Linked DNA regions of Mus musculus: all the other regions are linked to region 1. The links are chromatin contacts, called in public ChIA-PET, Hi-C, HiChIP or PLAC-seq, capture Hi-C and promoter capture Hi-C maps. All regions are on one chromosome and are shown on one strand. The core of a region is the stretch at or near the end of the contact, and the rest is flanking DNA. Distances in the headings are between cores, read along the strand shown.

Region 1 (3,643 bases), core at 765-3,264:
GGGGCTAGGACTCAGAGGAGAGGCAGAGTCTGTGCTTAGCAAGACTCTTACTAAGGCTGGACTGATTTCCCCCACTGCAAAAACAAACCACCAACCTGCAGCACACACACACACACACACACACACAGAGAGAGAGAGAGAGAGAGAGAGAGAGAGAGAGAGCTGGCTCACACATAGAGCCCTTCTTAGGGCCTCTGCCATTGTAATATTAACTAAATCCTCACTGAGCCTAAGAGTGATGGTTATCCCAGCATTCAAGAGGCTGAGGCAGGAAGATCTAGATAGGCCAGTCAGGAAGACATAGTTAAACTGTATATACAAAGAATAAAACAAAAAACTGCCACCTCCCTTTGCCTCAGATTCAACTCTCTTTCTTTTCCTCTTCCCTGTTAGTATCTGGTTCTTTGTAACACACTCCGTGTTTACTAGACCCTGTCCTTACTGTCTTCCCACATGTTAGAAGGAAAGCTGTACAAGGACAGTTAGTTTTCATTGCTCGCCACATGGAAAACATGTATTTGTTGACAAATATTTTCTTATTTCTGGACTTTGTCTCTAGGTCAAGATCTCCCACACTAAAGTGGAGGTATCTTTCTGGTTGACACAGTATCTCCAAAACCTAGTTCTGTCATGGCGCATACTACAAATACTCAGAAAAAAAAATGTTTTCAGTTAGGCATGGTTGCCTGAAGTCCCAACTACGGGGGAGGTTTAAGACCGGAGCTTGGTGGCCAACCTGGTTAAAAGTGGAGATGGGGGGAGGGGTAATGAACCAAAGCCATCTTCAGTGGAGCTGTAGAAATGGTCCAAAAAAAAAAAAAAAAAAAAAAAAGCACCAGGCTCCTTTCTCTTTCCCACTGTAATGTACCTGTCAGTTTAGCAAATAGACTTCTGAAGTCCCACTCAGCACCCATCAGGCCAAGCACATTGTGTGCTCAGCCGGTGTACACCTGACACAATCACACTCTAGCTCCTACACGAGCACAGGCCACGGGCAAACCCTGGTCCAAACCCATTTTACCCACCCGAATCCCACTCTCCTAAAGCAGAAACTATCTAGGCTTGTCCTGGCTACAAAGCATGCTCCCTGGGTGGGCCTGTAGGTTGTTTCAACCCTGGACTTTTAATGTCACCTCTGGTCTGCTCGTAAAAATAGTTAAAAAAAAAAAAAAATACCTGACCACCTCCAATAATCTTAGGTTCTCAAGAGCAGGCATACCTAAGGTCATACGGACCCCTCCCCCTCACAAAAGCTGCTTCAAGGCCAGGAGGCCATCTGTCCAGCAGACGCTCTCCTGTCCTCCCCCTCCCCGGGTCACACGGAGCCTTTCCCCACTAGCCCCTCGGTTGGCAGGAAGAGACCCCGCAGAGAAATCAGTTCAAGCCTGATCAACAGGCCTGGTCACCCCCCCCTAAGCACCCCAACTCTGGAGGAGGAAGACTTGTCTGCCCCGGGAGAAGGAACCCCCGGGGTCAGAACTTGGGCGAGGCTGAGGGGGAGACTGAGGGGCGCCGAGGAGGGCCGATGTTCTAAGTGTCTGCCCAGTGACGGCGCCAGGTCCTCGCGCGGCGGGGACCGTGGAGCTGACAGGGCGTCCCAGCCTGGTGAAGTGCACCGTTATCCCTGCCTGGGCCGGGGGCTCGGCGGGCGGCCGCCTGTCGCGCGCGGGACGACAGCGGAGTGCCCGGGCCGCCCCGATCGGCGGGCGGCGGCGGCGGAAGGGGTCCGGGCCGGGGGCGGGGTAGGGTGGTGGCCAGGGCCCGCCTGGCGGCGATCGGGGGAAGTGGCTGCCGCCTGGGGCGGCGGGCAGGGTCCACCAGGCTGCAGGGCCGGGCCGCGGCGCGGGCAGAGCCCGCTCCTCTCAGACTCCCCTGCCCGAGCTGGAGCGGCCCGGATGGTGGCCTCGCCCCGTCCAGGCGGCGGGGGGCGCTTACCTGGCGGCGGCGGCGGCGGCGGCAGCGACAGGCCCCGGGCTCGGCCGCGCGCGTCCCCAGCGCCGGCTGCGGGAGCCACAACATGGCGACGGCGGTGGCGGGCGGGGCTGCGGCTCCGGGGGCGGAGCGGGGGCGGGAGCCGGGCTGGCGGCGGGACCTGGCTGAGGCCGCGGGTGGGAAGGGCGGGCGGAAGGCGACTCGGGCCTGGGCACCGGCCAGGGCGGTGCGGCTATAGAGCTGCCCCGGCCCGGCCCGGCCCGGCCTGGCCTGGCCCGGCCCCGCGCCTTCCGCCTCCCTCCCGCCTCAGGCTGGTGCGACCCTGGCTACGCTGACTCCGGGGAGGGGCGGGGCGAGGACGGCGCAGGCAGGACCGGGACTCCGACCTGGGCTGGCTCCCGCCGCCCTTGGCGCGGCCTCTCCCGGCCACCTGGGCCCGGGAAGCTCGGACGCGCCTCTGAGGCCTCGGTGCGGCCCAGGCCGCCTGCCGGAGGGACGCGTTGTACCTTCGCGGCTATGGGCCGACCGGACGCCGAGCGCCTCAAGAGCTCGGAAGAAGTCGTCTTCGCGGAGAGCTGGGCGAGTCGGGCCTAGGCAGCACTGCTAAGTGAAAGGAAGCAGGAGGGCAGTGGGCCTGGGCACTCAGGTGCGCCTTAAATGGCTACTCGTCGCAGGATGGAAGGACATGCTTGCGGGCGCGGGGCGCTCAGACGTGTTACCTCTGGGGGAGCCAAGGGACGCTCGGAGAGTGGAATGGAGGTGGAGGGGTTGGGGTGGAGGGAGCTGATAACCTCTCAGGGTGGACTGGCAATTCGCAGGCTCACCAGGGAGGCTGTGACTCCAGGGCAAGAACTCGGAGAGGCGGCCGACAAAAAAATTACCAAGTTGACCCGCAGGACTTTCCAAGAACCTGGAGTCCCTTGGGGACGCGATAGTAAGGCAGCAGGGTCGGACGGTGGGAACTGGCAGGCCAGTTCTGGTGCCAGGCAGGATTGCTAAGCATGAGCAAATTCCTCCCGAAGAAACCAGGAAAAAGCCCACACTTGGCAAAAGGGCCAGAGCTGACATTCAGCTGAGTCTGCTGTGTGCCAGGACCCGACAGAACCCAACACCTGCATGAGGAGTGCGGTAGTGATGAAGGAGTGAAGGCAGTTACGAGAAATTATTCTTTCCAGAAGTTTGGCAGGGAGAGGAAGGGAAAACTAGCCTCCATCTTAAGAAGGAGTAAAAAGAAAGGTTTGTTTCATTTGTTCCAGTTTGAGAGAGAGCGAGAGCTCAAGGAGCCAAAGACAGAGTCATTTATAGTTTATATCCCAGAAAGATGGGAAATGGGGAAGAGGAAGTCCAAGGAAAAGGCGTGTTGTCCAACAAGATTCGAAAGATGAATAAAGATAGAAATATTTGTCCCGTGCGGTAGTGCATGTGTGTAATCCCAGCTCTTGGGAGAATGAGGCAAGATGATTTTGAGTTCAAGAGCAGCTGGGGTTACACATTGAAAGACCGCCTTAAAAGCCAAGAAAGAAAGGATCTTGTTTATTTGAGGCAGGTTTTCTCTATGTGTAGCTCTGGCTGTCCTAGGACTTGCTCTGTAGACCAAATTACCTTCCAACTCCAGAGACCCACTACCTCTGCTTTGTGGCGCTGGGATAGAAGGTATGCACCACTATGCCTGGCAGGACTTTTTATTTATTGTAAGTTAGGGAGGCATGCA
Region 2 (3,643 bases), core at 353-2,852, 730 kb after region 1:
TTTTTATTTATTTTATGAGTGCACTGTATCTGTCTTCAGACATACCAGAAGAGGGCATCAGATCCCATTACAGATGGTTGTAAGTCATCATGTGGTTGCTGGGAATTGAACTCAGGACTTTTTTTTTTTTTTTGAGACAGGGTTTCTCTGTGTAGCCCTGGCTGTCCTGGAACTCACTCTGTAGACCAGGCTGGCCTCGAACTCAGAAATCTGCCTGCCTCTGCCTCCCAAGTGCTGGGACTAAAGGCATGCGCCACCATGTCCAGCTAACTCAGGACCTTTTGAATAGCAGTCAGTGCTCTTAGCCACTGAGCCACTGAGCCATCTTTCCAGCCCCCTTAAAGAAAATTCGTTTCAGACGCCTTTCAAGTAAGAGTAGTGACTCATACACAGTGTAATCCCTGAACTTGGGAGGCAGAGTCAGAATTGCCCCAAGAATTCCAGGCTAACCTGGTCTACAGAGCGGTCTTGTCAATAAATAAACAAATACATAAATAAAATAAAAATCCAGGAGCGTTGGTACATACTTTTAATCTCAATTACAAAACTCAGATGGCAGAGGCAGGAAGACAAGAGTTCAAAGCTATCCTTGTCTACAGTGTCCTGGAGGTCAGCTGGCTACATGAGGTTGCCTCAAAAGAAGAGCTTTCCAAACTTCAATCAACTGTCCATAATGTACCTACCAAGCTAGGTATGTCCTTAGGAGGTGATGACCTCAGTGGACCATAAGCAAGTCCCTGTGCTGATCCCAGCATCGCAAAACAAACAAAATTCTGGACAGGTTTAGGAAGTTCCTTATTATGACGCTTTCTATTTTAAAGGCAATAATACTAAATACTTAAAATCCCCCAAAAGGTAAATCCCATTTTGTAAGCAACGTCTCACCGGATCTGCTCCATGGCTTCCCACGTCAGTGTTCTGGGTGGTGCACCTGGAGCCTCCATTTGCCTTCGTATTTTCTGGAATCGCATTGCTTTTTTCTGACGTTTCAAAGCGCTGGGGGAAAGAACCAATGGCAAAAGCCGAGCTTGGAAGCAAGACTAGTGTTTCAAAAAGCATCCAACTAAATCTTGGAGAGCTCAGCCCTCTCGTCTGACCGCATGTCTGCCAGGTTAAAGCACTCTGGGTGCACTGCCCCCAGAAACCTAACACCTACAGCACCTGAACGTAAGCATGCCGAACTCTCTAACGGGTGATGAAACACGTCACTAAGCAACGGGACCTAGGGTGTCAAGGGAGCTGATCACTTGCCCCTGTGCCCTAGACAACGGATGAGAAGAAACTAGAGCCTGTGCAGACGCGGCTGCCGGACGCCCGGAGCTGGGGGGGGGCGCATGGAACGCCGGGGCGCGAAGCCTAACTCCAGGCTGAGGGCTCGCCACGAAGCAGGTACCTCTCCACCTCCTGGAGCTCCCGCTCCTCCGGCTCCCAGTCGGAATCGGGGTCCGGCTCGCAGCTGACAGAACCCGGGCCCGCCATGACCTGGGACGCGAACCCACAGCGAGCGAGAGAGGTGCGGACACGACCGCCCAAAAAGAGGCTCAGAGAGAGCGCCATTGCGACGCGAGGTGGTATCTACAGCTCGCGACCGGAAAGCACCGGAAGTGGGAGGGCGAACCCGGAAGCAGAAAGGAATAACCGGAAGTTAGACGGTATCCTACGCTTTTCGTTTCCTGGGTGGGCGGGGGCTGTCCTTGTATTGTCCAGTTACCCACCCTTTCCTGCTGATTTTGGTTTTGTGGTGCTGGGGAGCCAAGCTAGGGCCTTGTACATGCTAGGCAAGCTACTGCCACTGAGCTATCTCCCTAGCCATTAAAAAGGAAAAAATGTTTGAAACGGTCTAAATTGTCCTAGCCTTAAATTCATCATCTTGTCTCAACTTCCTAAGTAATTGGAACTACAGGCCTTAGTCACCAGGCTGGGCTGGGCGTCCCTGCTGTAACTATGAGAAGAGCTTGCCTCAGACGGGAGGATCGAAAGGAGGTACAGCACGCGCCTGGAAAACGACATAAACTTTAATAAAAAGACGGGTTCAGTTGCCCAGAGCCGCCCCTCTGGCACAGGCTGCCCAGGCCTGCCTGATTCTGCCACTGTGGCAGGAAGGGCGTACCCTCAGCAATCTTCTGATGGCGACTACACCGTAGTCGCTTTTGACTCCTCCGGGAAAGGAATTCCTTGTTGCCCAGTGACCTCCAGCCCCAAGCCATACCCAGGGTTCAGACCCATCGCTTAGGGATAAACTCAGCCTAAGGCTTGGTGAGCAGCGATGCATACAAGCTGGCCTTAGCTCTTCATCTTTTAGTCTTTACCGATCCCCAAAGAATCTTAGAATGTTGAAGAACTCTTGGTGTCTCCGTGTTTTTTGCCTTTTGCAAACAAAGGTCCTGGCCAGAGCTTTTCAATCTGGAACTTGTTGGCAGTCTTTCAATTAGCAAAGATTGAAGACCATTTGCTGTTTTGGTTGAGTGCTGGGCTTTCCTTCTTTTACCTGTGTTGGATGATGTTGAGGAGTGGGCTGGAATGCTGCAGTACTGGTGCAGAGGCAGGGCATAGGGGAAGATCCCCAGCCTTGCTTCCTCTGTGTTCAGAGTTTACCATGGAGGGCAAGGTGCAGCATTCAGTCCATGAGCCATTTTCCTGTCTTTTGGGCTGCAGAAGATAGCCCTGCCTTGGGGTTAGAGTGGGTGGCACTGATCCTGACAGGGCTCTGTTTATGGCTTCTAGCCTTCTGCTGGCTTGGCCTTCTGCAGTAGAGACATGGACCCCCACTAAGTTGTAGTACCCACAAAAGAGATGTTCTCACCTCTTTCCCATCTGTGCTCCAGTAACACACAAGACTGGCATCCCATGCTTCCCTCTAGCATCTCTACCACACTGGATCTTAATTAGCCTGTTTACATGTCCATTTCCCTGTTAACCTTGGTTGAGGGCTGGAATTGGTCTGTCATCTCTATCACCAGGGTCACTAGATAGAAGCAAGTAAATAAACGGGTCCACTGCCTTCCCCCCATGCCTATACTACCAGGAATGCCACTTTGTATCCTAGGAGCAGCCCAGCTGTAACATTTGCTACTAGGAATTTACACCAGTCAAAAGTGACCAAGGCTATTTTTGAATACTTACGGCTAGTGAGCCTGACTCTAGAGCTGGAAATATAGTGCCTCCCAGATTTCTTCATTGACAATGAACAGGGGCCCGTGGCTGCTGAATCTCCTATCCAGTTGAAGTTCTTGGGCTGAAGATGGTACCGGGAATGCTGTGCAATTGCGGGATTGATGCTTGATAGCGGCCCTAAGATCCTGGGGATCAACTCGTGGGGCCGAAGTGGTTGCAGGAAATGAGGAGGGATCTGCTCTGAGGCAGCCCCTCTCAGAAGCACCAATGGGACCAAATTCACAGGTTGCAGTTCTTGACTGCTCAGCCCGTCCTGGTGAAATCTAGGCTAGAGGAGAAGAGCAGCCCCTTACCATATTTCTTGGGAGTCTGGATAGAGTGTTGGAAATAAAACAATCTCTCCTAGGCCATAACCATTGTTTAACTAGTTATTCTTTTGGGGTTCATCAAAAACAGAGGGCCCAACAGGTTTGCTACTAGCCCAGGGAATAGTGAAAACGGCAGCTGTTTTGTTGGCCCAAGACTGTTT
Region 3 (3,643 bases), core at 816-3,315, 700 kb after region 1:
TAAAATAAAGAAATCTTTTTAAAATACAACATTGAGACATAAATTCAAGGATCTCAAATCCGACTGAAACCAAGACAAGGGATTGGTGTGGCCTTCCTGCAATCTCAACAAGTGTGTCTCAGAAGTTTTTTAAAAAGCAGAAAATAGCCAGGCATGGTGGCGTATGCCTTTAATCCCAGCACTTGGGAGGCAGAGGCAGGTGGATTTCTGTTTGAGGCCAGCCTGGTCTACAAAATGAGTTCCAAGACAGCCAGGGCTACACAGAGAAACCCTGTCTCGAAAAACAAAACAAAAAACAAAACAAAAGCAGAAAATACTTGGACAAGCCATACTGGAAGACTTTATTTTCTTGGGGGAGGGGCGTGGTCTCTTATAAGCTGCTCTGGCCTTGAACCTCCCACCTCTACCTCCCAAGACAGTGGGGGGGATAGATGTGCCCCTCACCCAGCTGTCTGGCTTTCCTATTTTGAAATAGGATCTCTTTATATTGCAGATGTCTGGAACTCCCTGTCTTGAACTCCTGAGATCTGTAGATTACAGGTGAGGGTAATCATATCCAAATATACTCTGAATACAAATTTCTATTCAGTGTAAGTTAGGATTTTACTAGTCTTCATAATGCACCATTAACCCCAGAAGGGCTTAATGAATAACGTCATTCAGATGGGAATATCTGAAATCCTTAGCCTTGTACTCAATTTCTTTTCACAATACTACTTGTCAGTTGTTTTCATTCTATTCCCAGACTCTTGAGGCCAAGTATCTGGGGGTAAAAAAAATGATCAAAATCTATAATCACAAAACCAAGATTCTTAGAAATTACAAAGCCTTGTCACCCAACTCGTTGCAGAAAATTATTTTATAAATTCGAAAACGGCATTCAGCCTTTTACTCAAAGAGTCAGTTCTGATTGGATTTCCAATCGGGCACTCCCAAGCAGTGCCCGGGAATTTTCTTTTTAATAGAGGATTCTTTTTATTTATTTTCATAGGTGCGTCGGTGTTTTTCCTAGATGTATGTCTGTATGTGAGGGTGTCAAAAATCACCTGGAACTGGAGTTAAAGACAGTTGTGAGCTGCCTTGTGAGTGCTGGGAAATTGAACCCACCTCCTCTGGGAGAGCAATCAGTGCTTTTAGCCGCTAAACCATCTCTCTAACCCCGCCTGGGAATCTTAAAACGACCGGAAAAGAATTCGAATTTGTTAACTTGCAAGGAAATAAAGCCTTTCTTTCTTTCTTTCTTTTTTTTTTTTTTTTTTTTTTTTTTTTTTTTTTTTTTGTGACAGGGTTTCTCTGTGTAACCCTGGCTGTCCTGGAACTCACTCTGTAGCCCTGGCTATCCTCGAACTCAGAAATCCGCCTGCCTCCGCCTCCCAAGTGGTGGGATTAAAGGCGTGTGCCACCACTGGCCGGCTCAAGCCGTCTTCCTAACTCAAGTAAAAACGCGGAACTGTAAGACACGAAGAAAAAACGATACATTTAAAACTTTAAGGTTAAAAAAACTTCAGGGCTTTTTGTACTGTCTCACTCCGTAGCCCAGGTTAGTCTTAAACTACATCTCCTAGGCTAAACTCGAATCGATTTTGTTCTAGCCTCCCGAGCAATGCGATTACAGACTATACTCAAGAGATGAGAAGCCCACACCATTACATGCTCAGCGTTTACACAGAGAAGAGGCCGAGTAGCCGCGACTTGCGGCGGCACCTGAGCTCGGCCGCCAGCTACGCCAGGCCTGAGACAAACCCACCCCGGCCTCGAGGAAGCGTGTCAACCCCGCGCTGTCCCCGCTGCTCGCCCCGCTAGTGGCCTCGGGCACAGATGCCCTCCGGAGCCGGCTTCGAGCGCCCCAGCCACAGACATCGGTGCCTGAAGACCGGCGAACCCAGCTTGTCGAACCTGGTACCAGACCCGCACCTCAGTAATGGGTCCCGCCCCTAAGAGACCCGCACCTTCTCCTCATGGTGGACGCTCCAAGCTGTCCAGAATCGAGACCCTCCACTTGCCACGCGCGGGACGGAGAACGGTAACCAGCCGCAGCAGACTTCACCCGGAGTCCGTCTCCACTCTCGAGCCGTTGGACCCCGCGGAATTCAAACCGAGCCAGAGGCGGTGCCAAATGACAATTGGTTACCGCGTCCGCCACTCACGGAGCCCCGCCCTCGTCCCGCCCCTCCTGCGAAGGGCTGCTGCCTAGGCCTGGGATACAGAGACCGCCTAGGGCGTGGGAAGCGCTTGCACGGGGAGCGTGCGGGCCTCAATATGCGCATGCGTGCACCTATGCCCGCCTCAAGGGTGGGGTGTAGGGGTGTGGCCGATGATGTCACCGGTACCCACTGAGTTGCTGCCGTTGGGTTTCAAATTTTTGTGCTTCCTGAGAAGTATTGGGTAGACTGCCAGAACAGCTCGACTTCTTGCTACTCTCCAATGTCCCAAGAGGAGCAGGGACTAGCAGGAAAGCTTAGAAGGAAAAAAAAACCAGGCTCTTGGTCCTGGTACCTTAGTGGACAAGTTTATCGCATTTAATCATTAGAACACACCTGTTAATAATGATCATCACTATCCTGAAGAAAAAGATTTGAGTAGCTTTTCCAGAACGTAGGCGGCAGAGACAGGACAGGGAAATAGTTTGGGCTACAGGAAAAAACTGACTTGCCCAATTTAGCTGTGAGCAAATGGTGATTTGGGCTTTGTTTTTCTTGCACATTATAAGATTTAGGTAAATCAGGAAAACTCCACAATTTGAACATGACATCAAAGTATTTGTGTAGCCGGGCGTGGTGGCGCACGCCTTTAATACCAGCACTTGGGAGGCAGAGGCAGGCGGATTTCTGAGTTCGAGGCCAGCCTGGTCCGCAAAGTGAGTTCCAGGACAGCCAGGGCTACACAGAGAAACCCTGTCTCGAAAAACCAAAACAAACAAACAAACAAACAAAAAACAAAAACAAAAAACAACCAAAGTATTTGTGTGTCCTTTTCTTCCCACTGACCCATAGCATCTGTATCCCATTTTCAATGATTTACTATTACCTAATACACTGCTATGGGAGTATCTCCTTTGCTACTCAGACTAAAATTTGTAATAAAGCTGAGATGAATTTCTTTTTTGCTACCTCCTCCAAAATGATTTGTAGAAGTGTAATTATTGAATTCTCCTTTGCGAAGAGGTACTTATTAACCTATCTTCTGCACCAAACTTTACCTGGAGTATCCTTGTTACCCACAGCACTGGTGATTAGCAATGCGCTTTTAAACCACTAGCTTCCATCTATAGGCCCAAAATAAAACAAAATCTAGTTTATACTGAATTATAACTAAAATTGTCTGCTTTTCTGTATTGGTCAACTGTACCATCTATAAGAGTCTCATTATTTGCTTCTCTTTTTTATGATAAATACATTTATTAAATTTGTGTGTGTATATGGGGTGGTCATGTGTGGAGAATAGAGGGCAACTTAAAAGATTCAGTTTTCTCCTCCCACTGCATGGGTCTAGGAAGTAGAATCCAAAGCTGTGATTCTCAAAATGTGGGTCTTGAGCCCTTTGGGGGGGGGGGGGTGTCAAATAGCCCTATCACAGGAGTAGAATAGCAGACATCCTACATAACAGATATTTGATTCATAACAGTAGTAAAATTACAACTATA
Region 4 (3,643 bases), core at 800-3,299, 670 kb after region 1:
CAGCCACCCGGGATAGGGCGGCACCTATGGATATGGAGACTCTGGTCATACGTGTCCTTCCACCTTCACCCCGCAGGCAGAAGATCCTGAAGGAGAAGGCTGTGCCCATGATTGAGGGCTACATGTTTGAGGAGCATGAGATGATCCGCCGCGCAGCTACCGAGTGCATGTGTAACTTAGCCATGAGCAAAGAGGTGAGCGTTGGTCTGGCCGGTCGCCATGACTGACAGGTGCCGGGGTTGGTCCGGTGGTTGCCATGACAGGTACCAGCAGCCCTGCCCTTCGGCTAGGCTTTGAACCCCGGTAGCATGGTCCTTGCCTCCATCTGTCCCAGGTGCAAGATCTCTTCGAGGCCCAGGGCAATGACCGGCTGAAGCTGCTGGTGCTGTACAGCGGCGAGGATGATGAGCTGCTGCGGAGGGCGGCTGCTGGGGGCCTGGCCATGCTCACCTCCATGCGGCCCGCACTCTGCAGTCGTATCCCTCAAGTGGTGAGTACCTGGTCTGGGCGGGGGAGGCTGAAGGAGCTAGCAGTTCCCTACATGGTGGTATGGCTGTTGTGTCGGGGAGTTCCTAGAGCGTAGATGTGGTTTCTGCCAGTCTTCACATCCGCCCGTTTCCTACAGACCACACACTGGCTGGAGATCTTGCAGGCCCTGCTCCTCAGCCCCAACCAGGAGCTGCAGCACCGGGGCACCGTGGTGGTGCTGAACATGATGCAGTCTTCGAAGGAGATCGCCGGCACCCTGATGGAGAGTGAGGTCCTGGAGATCCTGTCAGTGTTGGCCAAGGGCGAGGAGAGCCCAGTCACCAGGGCTGCCGCAGCCTGCCTGGAGAAAGCAGTGGAATATAGACTCATCCAACCCAACCAGGACGGAGAGTGACGATCGGCCCGGGGCCCACAGCTCACGCATCTGTCACCCTTCACAGCTCTGAGTCAGCACTGGGATGCTCGATACTTGCCTCGCCTCCACAGCTGCCACAGTTGCACTTTGGTGTTCTCAGGACACACAGCATACAGCCCTGCCCTGCCAGCACTCAGGAGGGCCCTGTCTGTACTGTAGAGAGCTGAGGCTGGGGGACGTACATCCCATTCAAGCCTGAGGATTATGGGCATCAAGAAGGAAGGACACAACAGCATCCTCACATGCTGGGAGCATCATCAGAGCCTGCCAGCAGGCTCACCCCGCTAATAAATTCTGTGGAACTAAAGCATCTGTTTGTTGTTGTAGGCGGGGCTGCTGAGGGTGGGACACTCAGGAGCAACAGCTGGACATCAGCAAAGTGTGCTGTAGAGCGCTGTTGCTGTAACAGAAGGAAGCCAGTGGGCCCATGGAGAACCTTTGTAGACAAGGCCTTAATATGGGTAGGACAGGCTGGCTTCAAACTGATAATCCTTTCTCAACCGTTAAGAGTTGTAGGAATTACAAGTGCCAACACCCACGCTGGTTTCTTTCTAAATCCTGGTGAGTTAGCCTAAAGCTTAGGAAGCTGATCAAATTTCAGTGTCTTTTTTTTTTTTTTTTTTTTTGTTTGTTTGTTTGGTTGGTTTTTTCTTTTTCTTTCTTTCTTTTTTTTTTTTTTTTTGGTTTTTTTTCGAGACAGGGTTTCTCTGTATAGCCCTGGCTGTCCTGGAGCTCACTTTGTAGACCAGGCTGGCCTCGAACTCAGAAATCCGCCTGCCTGTGCCTCCCGAATGCTGGGATTAAAGGCGTGCGCCACCACTGCCCAGCTTTTTTTTTTTTTTTTTTTTTCAGTGTCGTTTTTTTATGCTGGTCCTTGGATACATTTGTCATGATATTGTGAGTTTTCTGTGATCTCTACCCAGTCTGTGTTTGGAATTTGGGGTCAGTGTGCGCTTCCCTCGGGGAAAATACATTTTTCTGTAACTCTGCCAGGTTGAAGGAGAAACAGGACTCAAATAGATTCCCTATATGGCTAGGAACACCGGTTTCTTAGAGGCTGGAGTCCAGGCTTGGCACTCATTGGCTCAGTACAAGTAAGTGACAGAGCCTGGGCCAATCAGTGAAGGCACTAGTACTACAGCTTCCTGTTTGGCCCTCAGTCCTGCGCTTGTTCAGTAGTGAACGACCTCCTTCCTTGTTCAAAGGGAATGGAGGGTGTCAGGGCTTGGTCTTCGCCCGCCGTTTCCCTCGGATCGTCAAGAGTATCCATTCATTCAGTGGTTCCAACCGCGTCCACTGCTGTTGGCGCGCACAGGAGACTTCAGCCTACTGCCTGGTGGCAGGTAACCCGGCGCATGTGTGCCGGTCAGGCGCGCCCCAGTGGTGACGTCACCGCTCGTGCCTGCGATTGGCTCCGAAAAGCTGGCGCACCGAATGACCGCGTTGCTTGGCGCGGAGGCCCTTAAAAAGTGCTTTACTCCGCCGGCCATCTGTTCCCCGAGCCATACATTACTATGCGCTGCTCACTTTCAAGGTTTCCTGCTTAAAGGGCTTTCCTGATGAGTTGAGGGTACAGGCTAATGGGAAGATGAAAGATTCCTTTGGTTGGGGATCCAGGAGCTGTAGTCTCAGATCTGACTTAAGAGGCTCGAGAGTGTCTGTAAAATTCTGATCCATTCGAGTGAAGTGGCGTTGCATTTTGAACCGCGCGACTGTCTCCCAATTTCAGCCTGAGCTCCCTGGGACCCATAGTCATCACATTAAGTCAAAGGAAAGGCGCAGCAAAGACTTCTTGAATAAACGACCGAGTAAGGTCCAGTGGAAATTGTCCAAATGCCTCTGAAACCCGGTAAGAGCCAATGGTCATTTTCGTCGTTAAATTCTACTGTGTAAACTAAGCTAGGACTGTTTACACTTAAATTTTGATTTGTATTTATTGCAAACAGTTCTGCTAGGTAGATACAAGCAGTGCTGTCCCCACTCGCCTTGTAAAACTGAAGTTGTGCAATAGGATCCAGGTGCACAGGCACGCCCACCTAGGTCCCAGGTGTTTATTCTTCTTGTTGGGACGAGGCTTATAAATCCATAGGACACGGCTCAGCTCCACACTTGCTGTGTGATTGGGAGTCTAGAGAAAAATGGAGTCAATTTGAATGGAGACTCGGGGTTAAAGTTCTCAAGGCTAAGAGACTGGAGCTGTGGGCCTCAGATCCTAGTGTTGTATCTGATCTCCCACGTACATGCCTCACAGTTCCCTTGTGGTAATAGAAATAAGTTCTGGGTTGCAAAGAAAGAGACCACTGTTAAGGCCTAGATGGAAGGTTAAGGCCTAGGTAACCGTTACCTGGACAGCCTGCCATTATAAAGAAACTTTCTCATGTTTGTGCTGTTCCTAAGGAACTTTCTAATGCTAAGATTGATTATATAGTTATGTTCTGTGCCCTTGAAACCAATCACGATAGAAGTCAGTAGAACGACTTTGTATAGTTACCCTTGGACCCGAAACAACCACCCTGCAGCACTTTCTGCACCTGTGTATAAGCTTTTATAGTGTAAGCTGCCCCTGGGATGGGCCCCAAGGTAAGAGAGTCACCTGAGCCAATATAAGGAACTATTTGGAATAAGACTTTCATTTTGGCTGGGCAGTGGTGGTGCACGCCTTTAATCCCAGCAGTTGGGCGGCAGAGGATTTTAGAGTTTGAGGCCAGCCTGGTCTACAAAGTGAGTTCCAGGACAGCT
Region 5 (3,643 bases), core at 814-3,313, 650 kb after region 1:
CTTGGAAGATAATGTTGAGAACACTGCAGAAGATGGAGCTCTGGTTTGTGAAATTTCAGAGGGAAAATTAAAGACTCTTTTCAGGGCCATTGCTGTTTTGTTTGTGAAGATTCTGTAGTTCTGGTTAGCTGGGGCTGAAGAATCAGCTGTGATTAACAAGATACCAGAACTACCAAGCAAAAACTTTGCATTACTGGGACTATTGATGCTGGTTAGCTGGAGCTAAGAAATTAGCGGTGATTAAGAAGAGACCAGCATCATTGAGGTGACATCTTCTGGGAAGTGTTTTCTGAAAGCACAAAGAGGCAGTGTTCCAGAGATGGCCAAGGATGTACTCCTGCTGCAGTGGGACTTGGTAATATGTAAGGGTCACCCAGGTGGTACTGGTTTTGAAGGCATGAAGGGGTCACGCAAAGCAGCTGAGGTTCGGTACTGTGAGAGGCCATGGAAGGCCATTGGTGAAGGTGCAGCCTCAGTTGCAATTGAAGGCCCAGGACTGAAGGGGTCATGCAGTGTTTTGGAGATGCCAGTACCATGAGATGACCACCAAGAGCAGCAGCAGCAGTGGGGTACAGGCATCTGGAGCCTAGAGGACGATGCGTGTGCTACAAAGGGCCTGGCTGGAGAAGTTACCCAAGCCCTTGGAGGAGCCCAGAAGATCGTGAGTTGGATCCCAGACATTGGACGGTTGGAGATTGACTTTTGCTTTTGATTGTGACTGTGCCCTGATATTTTCCCTCTTGAAGGAAGAAACTGTTTTAGTGGAGCCCACAGTTAAGAGACTTTTAATTGTAAAAAGACTTTGGATTTTAAAAGAGATGGATATTTTAAAGAGATTGAAATTTTAAGAATATGTAAAGGCTGTGGGACTTTTAAAGTTATTTAGATCTTGGGGATGAATAAGATTGTAAGGGTTGAGGCTTACTAGTGATGTTTTTGTGTGTCAAGTTGACAAGGGGTCAATTGTACTGGCTAATTTTGTGTCAACTTGACACAGCTGGAGTTATCACGGAGAAAGGAGCTTCTGTTGAGGAAATGCCTCCATGAGATCCAACTTGCTTCTTGGTCATGATGTTTGTGCAGGAATAGAAACCCTGACTAAGACAGAGGTTTAGTCGGAGGTGTTACGACCACCCCTCCCCACTCTACCCCCCGACTTATTTCTGGGAATCTAACCAACCTGTATTTTCAGAAGCTGGCCATCCCCTCCCCCTCTCTCCTCAGAGCCAGTAGGAGAGCATACCTGTAGGGGTGCAGCGATTCAGGTCCCTCAGATTGTATAGCTTGTCTGCCAGCTTCACCAGTTTGGCCCCTGGGCTGCTGTGTGGTGCCTGCTCCACCTGTTGCCGCTTTCTTTCCAGTTTGGGCAGAGTCTTGTCATCTGTTACCTCCTCCACCAAGCGTCGAACCTGTGCTCCAAAGTGCAGCTCTACCTCATCCAGGGTAGTATCTGTGTCTTCTACTGTGTCATGGAGCAGGGCGGCCTGGGGATAGGTTACCATTCAGCCCAGTGACACTAACCTACTAGCCAAATAAATAGCACCCATTGTTCAACAGTACTCTGGTTTCCCGCACCAGCCTCCTGGCAGAGAAGGGTAGCCTTACCTGTAACACCACAATATCAGTGATTCCAGCCTCATGGGTTAGGATCCGGGCTACACCTGGCAGGGGCAAAGCAGAAGTCAGTCTAGAAGGAGCCAGATGTAGCACCTCACCAGCTGGATGACCTTGGAAAGTCCCTTACCCTCTTGGGATATCGACTGTACCAAGGGAGCACTCCTGCCTTCTACCCCAGGTGAGGCTTACACGCATAACGCATGAAAAGTGGTTGATACAACGCTTGGGACTCGAAGAAGGCGCTCAGTAATTTATATGCGCTTTGTGTTCCCGTCCCAGTTAGTCCCCACCCGCCACGGGCCGCGAGGGCTGCTTCCCAACTGGCGCGCCCACCGATGGGGTGATTAATGTAGGGAGTCCCTTCAGGATCTTTTCGTCGCTGCTGTCGGTGTTTGTGAGCGGCGAAGTCAGCAGCCTCCAGCAGCTGAGCTGCCTCCGAGCCCATTGCGCTGGTGGCGCGAGGGACTGAAGCTTCGGAGTCCGAACAAATCACCTATAGCGCCGCCTGGCGCTTCGGAGGCTCGGAGAACGGAACTATTTCTAACAAGCTGTAATTCATTCATCCCCCCTCCCCCAACGTGTGTGCGCGTGCGTGTGGATTATAGAGGCTATAAGTCTCCACCTTAGTTTTTGGAGACAAAGACTCTCCTTGAACCTGTAGCCCAGGTATTTAGCAAGACTAGCTACCGAACGAGTTTCAAGGAGTCTCCTGTCTCTGCCTCCACAGTACAACAGGCGTAGGTTGCCATCCCCAGCTTTTTTACCTGGCTATTGCAATAATCTGAAAGAATGCAAGTCCTTATTCTTGTGCAGCAAGCACTTTACCCACTGAACCATCATCCCATTCTCAACGGAGGTTCTTTAAAGACCGAGATCCTGGATATAGAAGTTTTCAACAATCACAGCGGCTGGTGCAGCGTTCTCCCCACCATGCCCCAGGACGTAGTAGAACTAACAGTCTTTGCAGAAAAGGGAGACAAAACCAAAAGTGATAGTTTCACAGAGTGCTGGGTACAGAGCTGGAAGGCACGGGTGGCCGTGGGATCGTGGGGGGAAAGCCCATTTTATCTAGCCTGGGAGGCAGAGACAGCGTCTTCCACGAGAAAAAGGCCATCTACAGCCTGGCACAACACCCAGACCGTTTTCAACGTGCTCCAAACATCGCTCTCCTCACAGGGTCAGTCTCTGTTATCTTGGGCATCTGAACCTAACATCTTGGCCCTAGAGATGCTAGGATTTGACCTGGAGAGTTGGATCTTGCTTAATTGCTTCAGATGTGGGCTCCTGGGACACAACACTGTTTCTACAGAAACCGTTTGCATTCATCTCTTGAATCATGAGGGAGCCTGCTTCAGTCCCCAGACCTCTGCTCTGGGCCCTTGAGGTAGTGAGTCTTGTCCCCGCGGTTTCAGGAGCATAGTGTTGCCTAGCTTGGGTAGGCACTGGAACAATCCTTCTCTCTTTACCGGCCATCGAGCTTTGGATCTTCTGGAGAAATCCCGTCTTGGCGTTGGCAGCTCTGAAGTATGAGGGATAAGCAAGACCTTGGCATCTCCCCAAAGGGTTCTGAGAAGTGGAGACAGCCAGCTGCTAAGTGTATTCCACCAGGCAGGTAGCTTTTGTGTCTGGGCTGGCAGCTGGGGAGATAAGGCTCAGGGGAAAGCCTAATGACTGGACTCTCTGACAGGCTTGGTGGTTGCCATGGCGCTGCAGTTACAGAGGGATGCCCCACAGGCTGAACAGAGGTCTCTGGGGTCTAAAATGGAATAATCCATATCCCCCAAGGTGTCCGTGCAGCCTAGAAATTGAGGAATGGGTAGATAGAAACACAGTTGGCTTCACACGCTCATTTCATTTCTTTCTTTCTTCTTTCCTTTCTTTCTTTCTTTCTTCCTTTTTGACAATGGCTCAACTTTTTCTCTCCTGGCATTCCTTTCCTCCCTTCTGCTTAGGAAATCATAGGCAGTTTAGAGCCAAAGGCCTCACATTTCCCAGCAGATGATAGGACCCAATCACTCTCATCTCT
Region 6 (3,643 bases), core at 710-3,209, 620 kb after region 1:
TCTCAAGACAAAACATAAAAGCAAAACACCACCACCAGTATCTAGGAAGAGTAGACCATCCTCTGCCTAAATATGCATCTGAAAACTGTTCTTAGCTGGATCCACAAGAAGCTGGATTGCAGGGGGATAGCACTATTGAAATCAGCTATGACAGAGTACTTGCTATTGCTGTATGGTGAGGCTGGACCACAAGTGTACTATGATTCTCTCCCAGGCCAGAGGAGGCCAGCAGACTGGAGAAAGACCCACCCCTCATCCCCATTTTGTAAAAGACTACACCTTACTGCCTTTTTATATCCCCCTTTTTTAAAAAAATTAAGTTTTTATTTATTTATATGAATACACTTTAGCTGTCTTCATGCACACTAGAAAAGGGTCTTGGATTCCATTACAGATGGTTGTGAGCCACCGTGTGGTTGCTGGAAATTGAACTGGGGACCTCTGGAAGAACAGCCAGTGCTCTAACCACTGAGCCACCTGTCCAGCTCCCCCACCCCTTTTTCCTGTTTCCGTAGCATGTAGGCTCTCTTCCTTCTTGGAGGCCACTGTAGTTACAAACTGCTTGATTCCTTCTCTCTCTCTCTCTCTCTCTCTCTCTCTCTCTCTCTCTCTCTCTCTCTCTCTCTCTGTGTGTGTGTGTGGTGTGTGTGTGTTTGCAGTCACTGTGGCACATATGTAGGAGATCAGAGGAGTCTTTCCTTCCACCACGTGGACTCTGAAGATCACACTCAGGTCATCAGGCTTGGTGGCATCTTTACCCACTGAGCCACCTCACTGGCTTCTGGGTTGCTATTATTTTTATTTTGAGACAGGGTCTCACCATGCTGCCCAGGCTGGCCTGGGACTCACCAAGATCTGCCTTATCTCTGTTTCTTGACTGCTGAGGACCTGGGTTCTGGGATGTTTTTATAAGGACAGGATAATCTGCTTTCTAAGGGCTCTGCCTTCATGAGCTAATCTTAATCTTATCAAAGCCCCACCTCCCGATATGGTCAAATCTGGGGACAGAACTTCAAGATGTGAACCTGGGGTTAGGGGTAGTCTACAACAGAGAGTAATATTTGTTTTGCTACGTAGTCCAGGCTAGTGTCCGTTTGCTGGGATCCTCTAGCCTCAACTTCCCAAGAGCTGGACTTTTAGTGGGCCAGCTCAGTTTCAGGCAGTAATTTTAGCAATCTTTTTTTCTTTTGAAACAGGATTGCAAATGTGTAGTCCAAGATAGCTTCGAATTTGTGTCAATCTGAGACAGGAGGATTTATAGGTGTGTGCCACTACGATCTAGCAAGCAATCTCCCCCCCCCCCCCCCCCAAGTAGCTATGGCTGTCCCGGAACTCAAAATGTAAAACAGACTGGCCTCGAATTCAGAGATCTCCCTGCCTCTGCCTTCCAGGTGCTGGGACTAAGCACGGGCTCCTACATCCATCCAAATATTAATCTTAAAAGGAAGAAAAGTGTGGAATTTGTGGAGATGTTCATTGCAGTATGGTATCTTACGCTGTAAATTGGAAACATGGATGCTCAATAAACCTTTAACCGGATGATATGCATTTCGCCCTTAGTGTCAGGAAACCCAGAGCCACCCGGAACTCACAAAACCTAGAGGGAGGCACTATTCCTTTGACTAAGAAACATCACTATTGAGCCAGGCAGGGAGGCCACGAAGCACCGCACGGTTTTGCCCTTTCTGCTCCTGCCTAAATCTTACTCTTGGAAGACCAAGAGAAAAAACAAAAACAAAAACAAAAAAAACAAAAACACAACAAGAAACAGTGGCGCGACCTTGCTGGGGTTCCGCCACTCCCGCCCTGCCGGGTCAACGGCTGCGCACAGCCGCCCCGCAGCCATAGCGGACCCCGGCACCGACCCAGCGGGAGGCGACCGAGTCGGGTGCCAGGGGGCGCTGCGGAACCCGGCGGGGGGCGAGGCAGCGGCGGGACCCGGCACTAGGGGACGCTGCGCGCGGTCCCCCGCGCCCCTCCTCCTGCCGGGCGCACCGCTCGGCCCCGTGGAGGCGGGAGCGCGGGAGCACAGGCGCGGGGCGAGCGCAGGGAGCGCGCAGCGGCCCTGGCCCCCGCGGGAGCGCGGCTGCGGGGCCGAGCAGGGGCGGTGGGTGGCCAGGCGTCCCTCTTAGCCTGCGCAACTGCCCGCGCGCGGGCCGCGGTCCCCCGGGATGCGAGCAGTGGCGGCTCGGCCGGCCGGGTCCCGAGCGGCGCGGAGGCCGGCCGCGTACGGTAACGGGCCAGGCGGGGCGTGGGCGAGGACTCCAGCCTGCAGGCCGCGAGCGTTGCGGCCCCCGGGTGCCGGTTGAGCCCCGAGGGCCGGAGGGGGGCTGGGCGGGCCGGAGGAGGGGGGTTACATCTCGGCAGGTAATTGCCCCACGGTGACCCAGCTCCTGCTCCCTAGCTCCGCCCTCTTTGGCCCGGACCCAATCTCCAGGGACTAAAAATATTGCCCGGAGGCTCCTGAGCGGAATCAGATCGCATTAAGTAGGACGCAGGCTGAGGTGACTGAGCTTTTCAGCACCAGGGCCCGAAGAGCAGACTCCAGAGAGCGGTCCCGCCCACGCGCGTTCAGCAGCTAGCGTCCTCCCTCCTCCGGCAGGCAAGTGGGGACTCGCGGGCGGTGGCGGCAGGCACTGTGGGTCGTCTCGAGTTGCCCCGTTTCGGAGCCGCTGTGCCTGGCTTCCGCTACCCTGGGGACTTTATCAGTCTCGCCGCTAGCTTCCTAAGAGTCCCTTTAAAGCACTCTGGAAGCCAGGACTGGAAGTTTTGCACAGCAGGAATCAGTACTGATGGGGACAATCCTAGAACTGGGTTGCGTTAGAAACATGGGCATTTCTTTTTCTCTTAAAAGAAATCCATTCTGTATTCTCTGAGATAGGATCTGGGCCAGGCACTGTTTCTGCTGAGTTCCAGTCAGCCCCAGGAGGTCACAGGGGAGGCAGGGTGTGAGTGTGTGTGTGTGGGGGGGTTGTCTGTCTCTCCAGCTGGTGATTGTACCCCTAAATCAAACAAAATAAAACCTCTTGTATTTATGTATACATCTGAAGGGAGGAAACACGTGGCTTGGGAGAGCCTTCTCAGAGTCCTGAGCAAGCTGTTTGCAATCAGTGGTTGTGTAATGAAGTGTGGGTCAGAGTTGGGGCTCTGTTATCCCTGTTTGTTTGTTTGTAATGTGTTACATTTATTTATGTGCATGTACGTCACAGAAAACATGCGGCAATCAGAGGACAATTTGTGGTAGTTGGTTTTCACCTTCCACCATATGAATCAAATGAATCGCTTTGGTTGTCAGGCTTGCCTGCAAGTGCCTCTTTACCTACTGCACCCCCACACTCCACATCCTGGTTTCTATAGCTTGGGCTGAGGGGAATCAGAACTCCTCTCCTACAGGACCAGCCCCAAATATATGTGCTACTTGTGTGTTGGGAGTCATAACCAAGATTTGGTACTTGAAAGCTTACTTGCTTTTTTACCCAGAGTCAAGCAAGTAGGTTGGTTCTCCTTGGGAGTCCACAGAGCGTTTGTTAGGAACACCAACAGAAGGGTTTTGCATGCCAGAACTACAGGTGGTGTCTCTCCTGCCAGGAACGTGCCTCCTGGGTCAGTATGAAGCTGAAAAAGCAGGTGACGGTGTGTGGGG
Region 7 (3,643 bases), core at 465-2,964, 610 kb after region 1:
GGTAGGCTGACATCATCTGTTTCAAATGGGGTTGTGCCAAGGGCTTATGGGTCGCTGGCTCTCCAAGTGCCAGGGGTGGGCAGGTGGCACCACCAAGCCCTTTCTAACACTGTGCCCTGGTGGAGAAAGCATTGGCCTATGATGCCCCCCAAACCCCCTCTTCTGATGTGCCTTTTGCACCCTTCCCATTAGGACAATCAGTCCCCTCCCACTTGGGCTCCCCCCCCCCCATTTTCTTTTCCTTAGCCCTTCTCAGTACCCAGCCTACCTGTCCAGGGGTGCCCCTTGCTCTCCTGCCCACCCCTCACGGCCATCCAGGCTGGTTTTGTAAGATGCTGGGTTGGTGCACAGTGATTTTTTTTTTCCTTGTAATTTAAACAGGCCTGGCATTGTTGGTTCTATTTAATGGACACGAGATAATGTTAGAGGTTTTAAAGTGATTAAACGTGCAGACTATGCAAACCAAGCCCGGTCTCCAGTGTCTATAGCTCTTCTCGGGACCCTTAGCTGTTTGACTGGGGAAGGGTGGGAACTAGGGGCCAGTTTGGCTTAAGTCAGAAGGCTTAAATGCCTCTAAGAGGTCTAGGGCTTCCACTGCTGAGGTCTGAGGGGATCCTGAGTGAACCCAGATCTGTGTGCTCCTTGGTTTTATCATGACATAAGCTAGTGTCACCTGGGAAGAGAAGCTTCAGTTGAGAAGTTGCCTCCATTGGATTGGCCTGTGGGCAAGTCGGTGGAGCATTTTGATACTGGCTGATGTGGAAAGGCCCGGTGTACTGGGGGTGTCTACCTTCCCATACAAAGATCCTGGGGTGCCTGTGAAAGCAAGTGGCCAGCGAGCAGTGTCCTCCGTGGTTCCTGTTTCAGCTCCAGCCCTGACTTCCCTTGGTGGTGGACTCTAATCCTTAAATCAGACAATCTCTCTCTCCAGGCTGCTTTCAGTTCTGGTGTTTATCACAGCTAGCCGAGCTCACCTTTAATCTCAGCATTTGGGAGGCAGAGGCAGGGCATCTCTTCATCTGAGGCCAGCCTGATCTACATAGCAAGTTCTAGGACTACACAGAGAGACCCTTTCTCAAAATAAAAGAAAAAACAAAACAAACAAACAAAAAAAACCCCAGCAAACCAGGATTGAATGGCTGGGGGAACCTGAGTCCCTCATGGGGAAATAATTTCTCCTCAGTTCTATACCCCACGCTGGCCCAGGCTGCCACTGAGACTCAACGCCCTGCCTGAGAGAAAGGGTGCTACCGGAACCCGGGCCCGAGAAGCAGGCCTCTGCTTAGGATTTTGACTTGGAGATTTTATATGCAAATAGTGGCTGGCGCCTGAGGTCTCCTTAGGGAATCCAGAGGAGGGACAGGATTAGGCTTCCTTCCTCTATGTCCCCCTGGCACCCTAGCACGCTGTCAGGATTCACATTAGTCCACACACCCTGGGTGCCCCGGGGGTCCCAACACCCTGCCTGAGGCCTCACCTTGAGTCCATCCCCACTGCATTTTGGGTTCCTTCCCCCGCGTTCGCGGGACCCTGGAGAGTGCCTGGTTCACAGGCCACTCTTCGCATGGCCATTCTTTGCCGGCCTCCTCCTCCCTTCCGTTTCCGTGGCTGAGCTGTCGCTGTAGGCTGTGGCCCAGGGCACGCAGAGTGGGGAGCAGGATGGGGGGGTGGGCTGTGCTCTCTCTTCCCTATAGTGGACCCGCCCCGCGGCCTAGGGCAACTGAAACCACGGAGGAGGAAGCAGGAATCAGGAACTGGCCCGGCAGATTCTGGGCCTTAGTCGGTCCACCGCCACCTACCCCAGGAGCAGCTGCCCGAGAAAGGTAACTCCACCTTCGAGATCCAGGAGTTTATGTGGAACACGGGCAGGGCTGGGCACCGGAAAGGGGCCAGGCGGGTGTTCTGGGAACCTGAAACCTGATGGGGGTGGGGCTAGGATCTTGGGAAGAGCAGGAAAGCCCAGTGATAGGGTTTTTTTTCGGTGGCTCCCGGAGGCCGCAGTCCAGCACTGTTGAAGGCCCTGGGCAGGGCAGGAGTCGGTAACACCCAGGAATGGTGTGGGGGAAGGGTCCTGTTAGGGACCTCCAGTCTGGTTCCTGGAAACAGGACCACTGGCTCTGAAATCTAGTCTAGTACATCGGAAGCAGAAGGGCCAGCCCCAGTCCAGGCTGCTCTCTGCACCTCTTGGTATTTTTTTTTTTTTTCTAAGCAGAACCCCACCCATGTCCCGCCCGCAGCCCTCTTCGACCGTAGCCTCATCTTCCATCACCAGCCGCTTCTTTTGTCTCCACTGAATGACCCGGTTTCTGTCCCCAGGACACCATTATGGGCTTCTCTTCAGAGCTGTGCAGCCCCCAGGGCCACGGGGCAGTGCAGCAGATGCAGGAAGCTGAGCTGCGCTTATTGGAGGGCATGAGGAAGTGGATGGCCCAGAGGGTCAAGAGTGACCGGGAATATGCAGGATTGCTTCACCACATGTCCTTGCAGGACAGCGGAGGCCAGAGCTGGAGCAGCGGCCCCGACAGCCCTGTCAGCCAGGTGAGCTTCCGTGAGCTCTCCCATTCACTTGCCCTCATCACCTCCCCGCTTAGAGGTGGGGTTGGAAAGGATGCAAACCCAGGCTTGCGGGCCATTGCCCTGTTCTTCCCATTTCCCTATCCCACAATGTGCTGTAGTCCTGGGCAGAGATAACAAGCCAGACCGAGAACTTGAGCCGGGTGCTGCGGCAGCATGCAGAAGATCTGAACTCGGGGCCCTTGAGCAAACTGAGCGTGCTGATCCGGGAGCGGCAGCACCTGAGAAAGACGTACAACGAGCAGTGGCAGCAGCTGCAGCAGGAGCTCACCAAGGTAGGCGGGCACCCAGAGGACGCTGTCGCAATAAGGTGCAGTTTTACACAAGAGTGCTTAGGGAAGCAGAAGTCACTGACCGCAGGCCCAGCTCCAGGATGGCCTGTGTGGCCTTGCCGCTGCAGCTTCCTCCTTTCCTCTCACAACTTTGGCTAACTTGCTACAGGGCCTGTTGAGCCACTGTGAGGGACTTGGGGGGGGGGGGCAAGTGTGCTTAGAGTGGACCCCGCCAGGGCCCCAGAGGCCGAATCCTGCCCTGGTCTGAGTCCCAGCAGCTCTTCAGCTACAGGCTGGGTTACAGGCAGCTGCTTTGTCTCTGGGTGCCTCTCTCCCCAATTCACTCACTGGTCAATCTCCCAGTACCACACCCCTCATTGCCACAGAGCTGGGTCCTACCATGGACCCACAGCGCCCTCTTGTGGTCCGCCTTCCCAGACTTTCCTAACTCAATTCTAGTTAAGGGTTTCATGCTCATTTGTCCTCCCATCGTTTGGGATCCTATGTTTCAGCGAAAGAATGGAGTAATTCCTGCAGAACTCTATGACCTACATGCTCGAAATATATACTAGCTGGCTCTTTAAGACTTTCCAAGTTGCCAGGCAGTGGTGGTGAACGCCTTTAATCCTACCACTTGGGAGGCAGAGGCAAACTGATCTCCAAGTTAGAGGCCAGCCTAGTCTGCAGAGTGAGTTCCAGGACAGCCAGAGCTACACAGAGAAACCCTGTCTCAAAAACATACCCCCCCCAAAAAAAAAGACTGGCAAAGTCTATGGATTCAATCAGTTACAGATGGG

Evidence for each region. Hi-C and Micro-C count contacts between places; a contact is called where the count stands out from the background. ChIA-PET counts read pairs in DNA pulled down with a chosen protein or histone mark. HiChIP or PLAC-seq counts read pairs in DNA pulled down with a chosen protein or histone mark. Capture Hi-C pulls out chosen DNA fragments and counts their contacts.
Region 2: an RNA polymerase II ChIA-PET map of memory CD8 T cells shows a contact between it and region 1, with 17 read pairs. The contact joins the promoter of Ngrn here to the promoter of Zfp592 in region 1. A contact is called at or near these places in 1 of 39 promoter capture datasets (liver), 1 of 115 datasets of contacts at active chromatin or transcription factors (memory CD8 T cells) and 1 of 9 other capture datasets (liver).
Region 3: a contact with region 1 is called in a capture Hi-C map of macrophages, with 3 times the contacts expected there. The contact joins the promoter of Prc1 here to the promoter of Zfp592 in region 1. A contact is called at or near these places in 1 of 39 promoter capture datasets (pre-B cells), 1 of 115 datasets of contacts at active chromatin or transcription factors (cardiomyocytes) and 3 of 9 other capture datasets (adipose tissue, macrophages and pancreatic islet).
Region 4: an RNA polymerase II ChIA-PET map of memory CD8 T cells shows a contact between it and region 1, with 19 read pairs. The contact joins the promoter of Rccd1 here to the promoter of Zfp592 in region 1. A contact is called at or near these places in 2 of 39 promoter capture datasets (the C10 cell line and liver) and 1 of 115 datasets of contacts at active chromatin or transcription factors (memory CD8 T cells).
Region 5: a promoter capture Hi-C map of liver shows a contact between it and region 1, with 3 times the contacts expected there. The contact joins the promoter of Hddc3 here to the promoter of Zfp592 in region 1. A contact is called at or near these places in 2 of 39 promoter capture datasets (the C10 cell line and liver), 1 of 484 Hi-C or Micro-C datasets (B cells) and 2 of 9 other capture datasets (liver and pancreatic islet).
Region 6: a contact with region 1 is called in an H3K27ac HiChIP or PLAC-seq map of cardiomyocytes, with 4 times the contacts expected there. The contact joins the promoter of Man2a2 here to the promoter of Zfp592 in region 1. A contact is called at or near these places in 2 of 39 promoter capture datasets (hippocampal neurons and pre-B cells), 1 of 484 Hi-C or Micro-C datasets (CD8 T cells), 2 of 115 datasets of contacts at active chromatin or transcription factors (cardiomyocytes and microglia) and 1 of 9 other capture datasets (macrophages).
Region 7: a Hi-C map of LSK cells shows a contact between it and region 1, with 2.9 times the contacts expected there. The contact joins the promoter of Fes here to the promoter of Zfp592 in region 1. A contact is called at or near these places in 4 of 39 promoter capture datasets (frontonasal cranial neural crest, hippocampal neurons, liver and 1 more), 3 of 484 Hi-C or Micro-C datasets (CD8 T cells, the HL-1 cell line and LSK cells) and 4 of 115 datasets of contacts at active chromatin or transcription factors (cardiomyocytes, embryonic stem cells, large pre-B cells and 1 more).

Annotation. Positions count from the first base shown.
Region 1 is chr7:80,992,055-80,995,697 of GRCm38.p6, reverse strand. It overlaps Zfp592 (zinc finger protein 592), which reads right to left and starts at 2,014. Exons shown (of 10, transcript NM_178707.4): 1 at 1,936-2,014.
Region 2 is chr7:80,259,174-80,262,816 of GRCm38.p6, reverse strand. Ngrn (neugrin, neurite outgrowth associated) reads right to left here and starts at 1,602. Exons shown (of 3, transcript NM_031375.4): 1 at 1,394-1,602; 2 at 886-996. The coding sequence starts at 1,557. It overlaps Ttll13 (tubulin tyrosine ligase-like family, member 13), which reads right to left. Exons shown (of 15, transcript NM_177765.3): 14 at 3,124-3,442; 15 at 1,996-2,488. The coding sequence ends at 2,292.
Region 3 is chr7:80,292,898-80,296,540 of GRCm38.p6, reverse strand. Prc1 (protein regulator of cytokinesis 1) reads right to left here and starts at 2,065. Exons shown (of 15, transcript NM_001374624.1): 1 at 1,950-2,065. The coding sequence starts at 1,960. It also overlaps a transcript of Rccd1 not described here.
Region 4 is chr7:80,322,860-80,326,502 of GRCm38.p6, reverse strand. It overlaps Rccd1 (RCC1 domain containing 1), which reads left to right and starts at 2,049. Exons shown (of 9, transcript NM_173445.4): 1 at 2,049-2,753. It overlaps Unc45a (unc-45 myosin chaperone A), which reads left to right. Exons shown (of 20, transcript NM_133952.2): 18 at 77-194; 19 at 335-490; 20 at 626-1,211. The coding sequence ends at 883.
Region 5 is chr7:80,341,557-80,345,199 of GRCm38.p6, reverse strand. It overlaps Hddc3 (HD domain containing 3), which reads right to left and starts at 2,063. Exons shown (of 4, transcript NM_026812.2): 1 at 1,951-2,063; 2 at 1,606-1,661; 3 at 1,244-1,484. The coding sequence starts at 2,062.
Region 6 is chr7:80,369,691-80,373,333 of GRCm38.p6, reverse strand. It overlaps Man2a2 (mannosidase 2, alpha 2), which reads left to right and starts at 1,959. Exons shown (of 24, transcript NM_172903.4): 1 at 1,959-2,232; 2 at 2,405-2,602; 3 at 3,589-3,643. The coding sequence starts at 3,610.
Region 7 is chr7:80,386,017-80,389,659 of GRCm38.p6, reverse strand. It overlaps Fes (feline sarcoma oncogene), which reads left to right and starts at 1,714. Exons shown (of 19, transcript NM_010194.2): 1 at 1,714-1,823; 2 at 2,317-2,538; 3 at 2,676-2,849. The coding sequence starts at 2,326. It overlaps Furin (furin (paired basic amino acid cleaving enzyme)), which reads left to right. Exons shown (of 16, transcript NM_011046.3): 16 at 1-466.